2 separate regions of the Mus musculus genome follow, and region 1 is linked to region 2. Evidence: chromatin contacts called from public HiChIP or PLAC-seq data. All regions are on one chromosome and are shown on one strand. Each heading gives the region's core, a stretch centred on a gene start, on an enhancer-like site or on the middle of the called end of the contact. The rest is flanking DNA. Distances are from core to core; before and after follow the strand shown.

Evidence for each region. HiChIP or PLAC-seq counts read pairs in DNA pulled down with a chosen protein or histone mark.
Region 1: a contact with region 2 is called in an H3K27ac HiChIP or PLAC-seq map of embryonic fibroblasts, with 13 times the contacts expected there. The contact joins two enhancer-like sites. A contact is called at or near these places in 1 of 15 datasets of contacts at CTCF or cohesin (large pre-B cells), 1 of 484 Hi-C or Micro-C datasets (bone marrow-derived macrophages) and 1 of 115 datasets of contacts at active chromatin or transcription factors (embryonic fibroblasts).

What each region holds. Positions count from the first base shown.
Region 1 is chr10:14,312,646-14,316,490 of GRCm38.p6, forward strand. No RefSeq gene overlaps it. Among named protein-coding and RNA genes, the nearest start is that of Gm40603, 7.9 kb to the right of the region's middle. Within about 2 kb of position 2,201, at least 66 of the 459 cell types and tissues checked have an H3K27ac peak or open chromatin away from gene starts, as enhancers often do. A contact at or near this core is called in embryonic fibroblasts, where this site is marked.
Region 2 is chr10:13,594,152-13,597,853 of GRCm38.p6, forward strand. No RefSeq gene overlaps it. Among named protein-coding and RNA genes, the nearest start is that of Pex3, 43 kb to the left of the region's middle. Within about 2 kb of position 2,075, at least 63 of the 459 cell types and tissues checked have an H3K27ac peak or open chromatin away from gene starts, as enhancers often do. A contact at or near this core is called in embryonic fibroblasts, where this site is marked.

The sequences.
Region 1 (3,845 bases), core at 951-3,450, 720 kb after region 2:
CATATTTATTATTAACAGTTATAAACTTAGGTAAAGATTCCATCTCATTATTCTGATGACTTGGAATAAAACCCCATAAACCTAGTCTGTCTTGTGTCTAATATCTGCCTACTATTGTACTTATTCTTGTGTATTTATATTTAATTTCCATTTGCTTTAGATGTTAGGAGCACCATTTTATATGTATATATATATATATATATATATATATATATATATATATATATATATATATGTATATATATGCCCTGGATATGTGTTCTTCAAGAAAAGCCTTCTTTATTATTTTATTAACTATTATATTTGTTTTTTCTTGTATTATATTGTTTTATGCGGACTTGACTTTTCTTGATTGTTATCTCTTGTTTTATTAAAACTTTAAGTTTTGATTTATTCCTGGTTGTTACTTTTTTTTCTGGAACAGCTACAGCTTTATGATTCATTCCCCATTCTCCTTTCGGTCTCATGTTAGCTCAGGGAATCTGAGTCACTCTCAATACTCTCTCTCTCTCAGCACTACCTGACGTTGTCACCTGACACTGTAACCTGAGATGCAAAAGCGGATACCCCAGAGAACTAATTCACTCTGCTTATTGTCAGTTCTACTCCTTAATTATTCCCTTTGCATATTAATTAGAGTTATTAATTAGATTTTTTCCTTCTTTCTGGCTGGTCTGGAAATTGTTATATAAATCAGGCAGGACTTGAACCCACAAAGATCCTCCTACCTCTGCTTCACGTTCTAGGACTGAAGAAATGTGCCACCATGCACACCTTTTTCTTGCGGTTTTAAATTTTAAATTTCTTCCTCTTAATAAATTCTCCCTTTGCCACTTTGTGCTGCCCCCCTCCCCCACCACCACCATGGTGGCCGAATAGTCATGCTTCCTTTAATGCCACTAAGAAAATGACTCTATTTTTTTCTAACATTATGTTCCAAAGGCTAATTTTTCTGTGAATTGTTGGAACTACATTTATATTTACATCCACTGATGAATCAGAAACCAATCTCCAGCAATCAGAAATGAAATGATGCCCCAGGACCATTATTTAGTGTTATGGAGAACTCCTGTTAAAGAAACCAGAGGAAGACTCCAAGATAGCTGGGTCCAAATTGGTTCTCATTCATTGTATCTTCCCTGGATCTTTCGTCTTGCATAGATAAATATGTTCTGCCTAAACCTAAGGTTTTATGTACTCATCTTCGTAGATATCTGTAGTCCTAAGTAGCAAAACCTTAAAAATTGGCAGTTTCTTTTATCAACTATGGAAAACAGATTTTACTTGGTAAAAATATTTGAAAATACAATGGAAAGGTGTCAGACAGGGATAAGTTGTCAATAGAAAGGCGTGAGACTGAGGAAACGAGTTAGGTAACCGTTCAAGAAGACCTTCATCCTCAAATTCCTTAGCCGCCCTCCGTGCTATAACTTACAGTAGATCCCTTCCCAGAACTCCAGCCTGGTGAGTTCCAGGCACGTAGAACAGCTTGTGCTTCTGACTAGTGCTCTCTGAAAAGTGCTGTTTGTTTGAGCTGGATGATGTCATTTCCTGGAGAATTCAGGGAGTCATCGTCTTCAAATTCTTGTTCCAACATTTTTCCAAATGAGCAAGGATTTTCGGCATCATCCTTTAATTTGGGGCTAGCACGACTAAAACATTTGTCATAGCAAAGCCCAACAAACCACAGAGCTCAATGCCAGCCTCCCAGTTTTCAGAACCCAGGAGAAACTTACATCACGTGGTGCTTCTGTAACTGGAAGGGCTGTGAGATGAATTTCAGGTGAGCTTCACATCAAAATGAAGTTAGGTGGCCATTTCATCAACATATTTGGTTTAAAGGCAAATTGGTGAGATCAATTGCCTTTATCAAGATGCCCGATGATGCTTTGTTTGGCTTCCATACTAGGGGAAGTCAGAAACCTGGGAAAACAGACATTGAATTTCAGAGTCTTAAATCCCATCCTGCTTTCCCTGCTTAGCTTGTCCTCTGTCTGCCGTGAGAGACTCTCAGCTTGCAAACTGCAATTCCTGCAGCAGAGTGGGTGTTTATGGGGAGGGTGAACCAAGAGCAGCTCGGAGGAGGAGGTCTGGAAGAAGAATAGGATGTGAATTTCAGAGCTGCGAAATGACTGTCTCCACCCACTTCAGAGAAGGAAGTGGTTTTAGTGACAAACATCTCAGGTGTGGGAAGAGCTGTGATGCCTTTCATTCTGTAGTGTAAGAAGAAAGGCCTCCTCACCATTCAGCTGCTCGAGCTCCCCCACTCTCTCCTCCTTCCTGCCTCCTCTCCTGTTCTATAAGCTCAGTTCTTTAGAAGCAAATCTTGCTGCTGCAGCATTTAATGATGTGCCATTGCTTGGCAATAGTTGGGATCAAAAAAAGAAAAAAAAACCCCAGCTCATCAGCAATTTAGATATTAATCATAGGTTCTGAACTTTAAATAGATGCCTGAACTCTGAAAATAATCTTCGTTAAATGAATACAATGTACTCAAGGAGTTGCAGTTGCAGTTGCAGTTTAAATGTTATCTTGTTCATTTGGCTTCAGTATGTTCTTTGGGGGCGCTTTGCATTTTGGTACTTGGGGTAAACTGGGATTCAAACAGTACTCATTACGCAATGTCTGTGGATTTCAGAAAAATGGACATCTCTGGAGTTGCTCCCCAGCTCCGATTCACCCGCGTTGATGAAGCACTGCTAAACCTGGTGGCTCAGAACTTTATTTAGTGTTAGGTAGGACTCTTATTCAAGAGACCAGAAGGAAGACTGCAAGGTACTTGGCTAGAAATGCAGTTAAAAGACTTTTCCAGAGAGTTGGGTGGGTGGAGGGTGGGGTAGACACTCAGCATTTCTTATGGTTGCTAAGTTACATAAGAAGCAAGATCACAATCAGAATGCTGCCTTGGCAAACGCAGAGCTCAGTTTAAAAGGAGGGTAAGTACGATCGATCCTATAAAGCATTTTTGATAAGAGATGCACAGGCTTGTTTATAAGATGATGCCTTAGGGTTACAAGAGCCAAGAGTCCCCTCATCTACTTGACCAGAGCTCGTGCTCAAAAGTCCAGATACAGCCTTTCTCCCCAAGCTGATGCAGATAGTCTATGGGCAGTACCTTTTATTTCTAAACTTTCAAGTTCTACAGATTTGATATAGCAATCCCAGAAGCTCACTGTCTAGGCTCTAGAGCTACTCCTCCTCGGCTTCTGTAGGACTGACATTGAATGGGATTCCTTTCCATTGGGGCTGTTCTGTACATTGTAGAATGCTTAGCAGCATCCTTGGTGCTCGTAAGCAGGTATCAGGGTAAGGCAAGAACCTGCTGGGATTCCGGGTTCTTGCGTCCCTGAATAAGAAATTAGGCCAGAAACTTAGGATACCCAATATACAAGATACAATTTGCAAAACACATGAAACTCAAGAAGAATGAAGACCAAAGTGTGGACACTTTTGCCCCTTCTTAGAATTGGGAACAAAACACCCATGGAAGGAGTTACAGAGACAAAGTTTGGAGCTGAGACAAAAGGATGGACCATCTAGAGACTGCCATACCCAGAGATCCATCCCATAATCAGCCTCTAAACACTGACACCATTGCATATACTAGCAAGATTTTGCTGAAAGGACCCTGATATAGCTGTCTCTTGTGAGGCTATACCGGGGCCTAGCAAACACAGAAGTGGATGCTCACAGTCAGCTATTGGATGGATCACAGGGCCCCCAATGGAGGAGCTAGAGAAAGCACCCAAGGAGCTAAAGGGGTCTGCAACCCTATAGGTGGAACAACAATATGAACTAACCAGTACCCCCGGAGTTCGTGTCTCTAGCTGCATAAGTATCAGAAG
Region 2 (3,702 bases), core at 825-3,324:
CTGCCAGGTTTCTATTCAACTTTAGACCCCATCTTTGTAATATTTCTCCTCCTGGGTCTCTCTCTCTTTTCCTTTTTTCTTTTCTTTTTTCCCTTTACACAAAGGACATATTTATTGTCAGGCAATATGTCACATGCATTTATTTAATCTCTAAACAGCCCCATGAAAATGGTTACAACCGATTTTTTTGTTGCCTTTTTGTACCCTTAGAGATTATAACTACATTTCTCCCTTCCCATTCTTAACTCCAAATCCTTCTGTATAGCTTCCCTTCAAACTCATAACTTTTTTTTACATTAATTGTTATTGCATGCACATATGTATACACATATGTACTCCAAAATATAACCTGCTCAGTTTGTATAATGTTACTTCTGTGTGTTTGTATGTGTGTGTGTGTACATGTACGTATGTATTTATGTATGTGTGTGTATACATGTGCATATGTATTTATGTATGTGTGTGTATACATGTACGTATGTATTTATGTATGTGTGTGTATACATGTACGTATGTATTTATGTATGTGTGTGTATCTTGACCATTTGGCACAGAACAACTGATTGTTTTGCTCTTCCATGGGAAAGATCAGCTCTCCAACCCCCAGCTTTCTTTAGTTGTCTGTAGTTCTTTAGGTCACACTTTTCCTTAGCTTGCTTTCTGTCCCTGGCATGTGTGCCGGTACAATTCCTCAGAACCTTTGCCTTTTCTGTGCCTTCTGCATGGAGTGTGCACCTCACATCCCAAGACTGTCTATTTCTTATTGTTTAGGGCTTCTAGCAAAGTCTTTCCTAACTCTCAGTTGTGTGCACCCCAAAGAGATCTTTCCTACTTCCCAGTTATGTGCACCCCAAAGAGATCTTTCCTAACTCCCAGTTGTGTGCATCCAAGAGAAGTCTTTCCTAATCCCTTCTACTTTCTCCCCTTGACTCCTCACATGGATTTTCCAGTTTTTGCAAACCACTTCCTCATCATTTGACAGCCCAGAAACCTGTCCCCTTCTTCAGCAAACATTAAAGTCTCATGCCTATAAAGACATTGTTGTTTTTTTTTTTTTTTTTTTACTCAACACACCCATACCAGCAAGACCCACATTTGTAGACCCAGGGGCTACTTAGGTGCTAGCTGCAAGTACAGATATATGTCTTGAGAGTCAGGTTAATGAGAGAAAAAAACCCTAAACTACAAAATGTTCTGTCAACGTGTCTCCCACAAAGGCATGGGTCTGTGTTACTAGGTTTTCTGAATGTTGAGAAAGAAAAAACGGTTTTATCCCACAAATGTTCTACATCAAGTCTCTGCTCAGTCACTCTACTGGGTCTTTTTGGTTACTACCCTCAGACTTACTTAGATCTCACATGCATCAGGAAAACCCCCACAGCCCCCCCCCCCGCAACCCCTCACCCCTGCCCACCTGCCCTGCTTTCCTGGACGCTTCTGTTAGCTGCCTTCCACACCAATACTCACTCAGACTCATCCCGGTTTATGGACTTGCATCTGCAATACTCTTTCCAAGAAAAGCTATTTCATTTTTCAATGTATTGACAGGGAAGAAGGTGCAGACAGATAGTGGTATTTAAGAATAAAACCTTGTGAGTTCATTTTCCTTTTAAAAATTTTCTTATTTTATTAACTGATATGAGAAGTCACGCAGGTCTTCCATGAAATATGCTTGTGGTCCTGTCTAAAGAGATAATAATTGCTGAGAAAACAATGAAGTCATACTTGTCTATGGCATTAGGTTTAAAATGCCTGATGAATATGTCCGTTCAGAATCTGTTGTTGCTGCAGTAGATGATATTCAGCTCTGTGGCTGTGCATGAAGTCACATACTTCTGTCAACTCCAGGGTTGGGCACACAACCTGGTTTTCTCTGCCAGCCTGCTACCCTAGGAAGAGCCTATGGAGCTTCGCAACACAATAGCCAATGGTCTACAGGAGTTAGCCATCTCATCCTGTCTCCTGTCTCAGCAGGAGCAAAGTTTAACAGCCTCAGGCATACTGAGGGCTTTGACGAGGTGCCTATGGGCTCTCTTTGGCCTTTGCTGTGGTGTTGAGGCATGAACTGACAACACAGGAAGTCAGTGGTTAGGCCAGCTCAGCTAGGATGCTCAACGCCCAAATTCTGGCAGCAAGGCCTGCCTGCATTCCTGCTGTTTCCATGGAAGCCAAACATTCATGTGGGCTCAGTAATTCCCAGCAGAAGCTCACAGTGAGGTGTAGTCTCGCTCAACTTGTGCCAGGAGAATGCACCCTATGAACTCTTAAAGCAGGCTGGTCTCTACCTGCTGGTGCTCTGAATCTGGAGGTCTCACCATCAATGCGACCCCAGTGACCTTTGCTGTTTGATTACATCCATAGTTAGACAGGGATATGTAGCCTGTTGAGTCCATACTTGTGAGATGCTTAGCTCTACAACACAGGAAAGGAGATAGAATAGAGGCCACTGTAACCACCAAGATCAGTTCTCAACCTTCCTAATGCTGGGACCTTTTAATACAGTTCCCCATGTTGTGGTAACCCTCCTCCAAAAATAAAATTATTTTTATTGATATATCATAGCTGTAATGTTTGCTACTCTTATGAATTGTGATGTAAACATCTGTGTTTTCTGATAGTCTCCTGCCCTATGAAATGGTCGTTTGAGCCCCAAAATGGTCACAACCCCGCAGTTTGAGAACTGCTGTTCTAGAGAAGTCATTTCTTCCCCTGGCTCTCATGTCTGTGTCGACATTTCTTTGTGTTTTCCTCACCGAGCTTTCATAATTCAAGGAGAAACATGAAGGCCAAGCTCAGGGGAAAATGCTGTGTGCGGTGGGGGATGCCTTAGATCTCTTAACCTTGCCCCACAGAGCGCTCAGGCCTCACTGCTGCTGCCTTGCCTTGTGGACATGACTTGCCACAGGTCAGTGACTACTCCTGGACTGAGCAAGCCCACACTTGGTTTGGTGTGCATGGGAGTGCCTGTGGGCGTATGCACTAAAACGCGTGAAAAAAAAAAAAAGCTCAATTTCAACCTCTAAAGAGGATGTTTTAATTCAAGAGACTTCCCACTGAAGACTCCCAGCACAAAACTAAAGACAAACACGTCGTTTGTTTTTTTTTTTTTTTTTTGTCAAAAGCTGTTGCCAAGAAACATGTCAAATCTGTGTGCTTTTCATTCAAACTTAGCGTTAAATCACAGCTAATGTGCTCATTAAGACCATTAAATAAGATTCCAGCCAGAACAGAACTATATGGAGCTCTATCAAAAAATAATAAAATAAAATGAGAAACCTGCTGGTGTGGCCTATCCCTGGCCGTGTGATTGATGCCTTGTTCTGAGGACAGCACATGTGCCTGGTGCTGATTTAGCATTCACACCCTCAACGCTCCTCTGACCTTGTTATACATATAAACATTGTATTTGAAGGATATCGCATGTCTTCCTAAAGAAAAAGGGTGGGGGGCTGGTGAGTTGTCATATTGTTATCAGTGGCCTCTCGTGGGGTGTCACAGATTCACTTACAGCTGTGACACATGAATAGCATCATGACAGAGCCAAGGCTGTCTCTGCTCTGCTAAGTGACTGGTCAGAGGGAACGCCCAAGTCGCTTTCACTTCCAGCGGTCCTTTAATGCAATTCCAGCCAGGGTCCCTCCACAAGCATTATTATTTTATAGCACCTTTGGGAAAGTGATGGCCGTGCCATTTTCTACAACC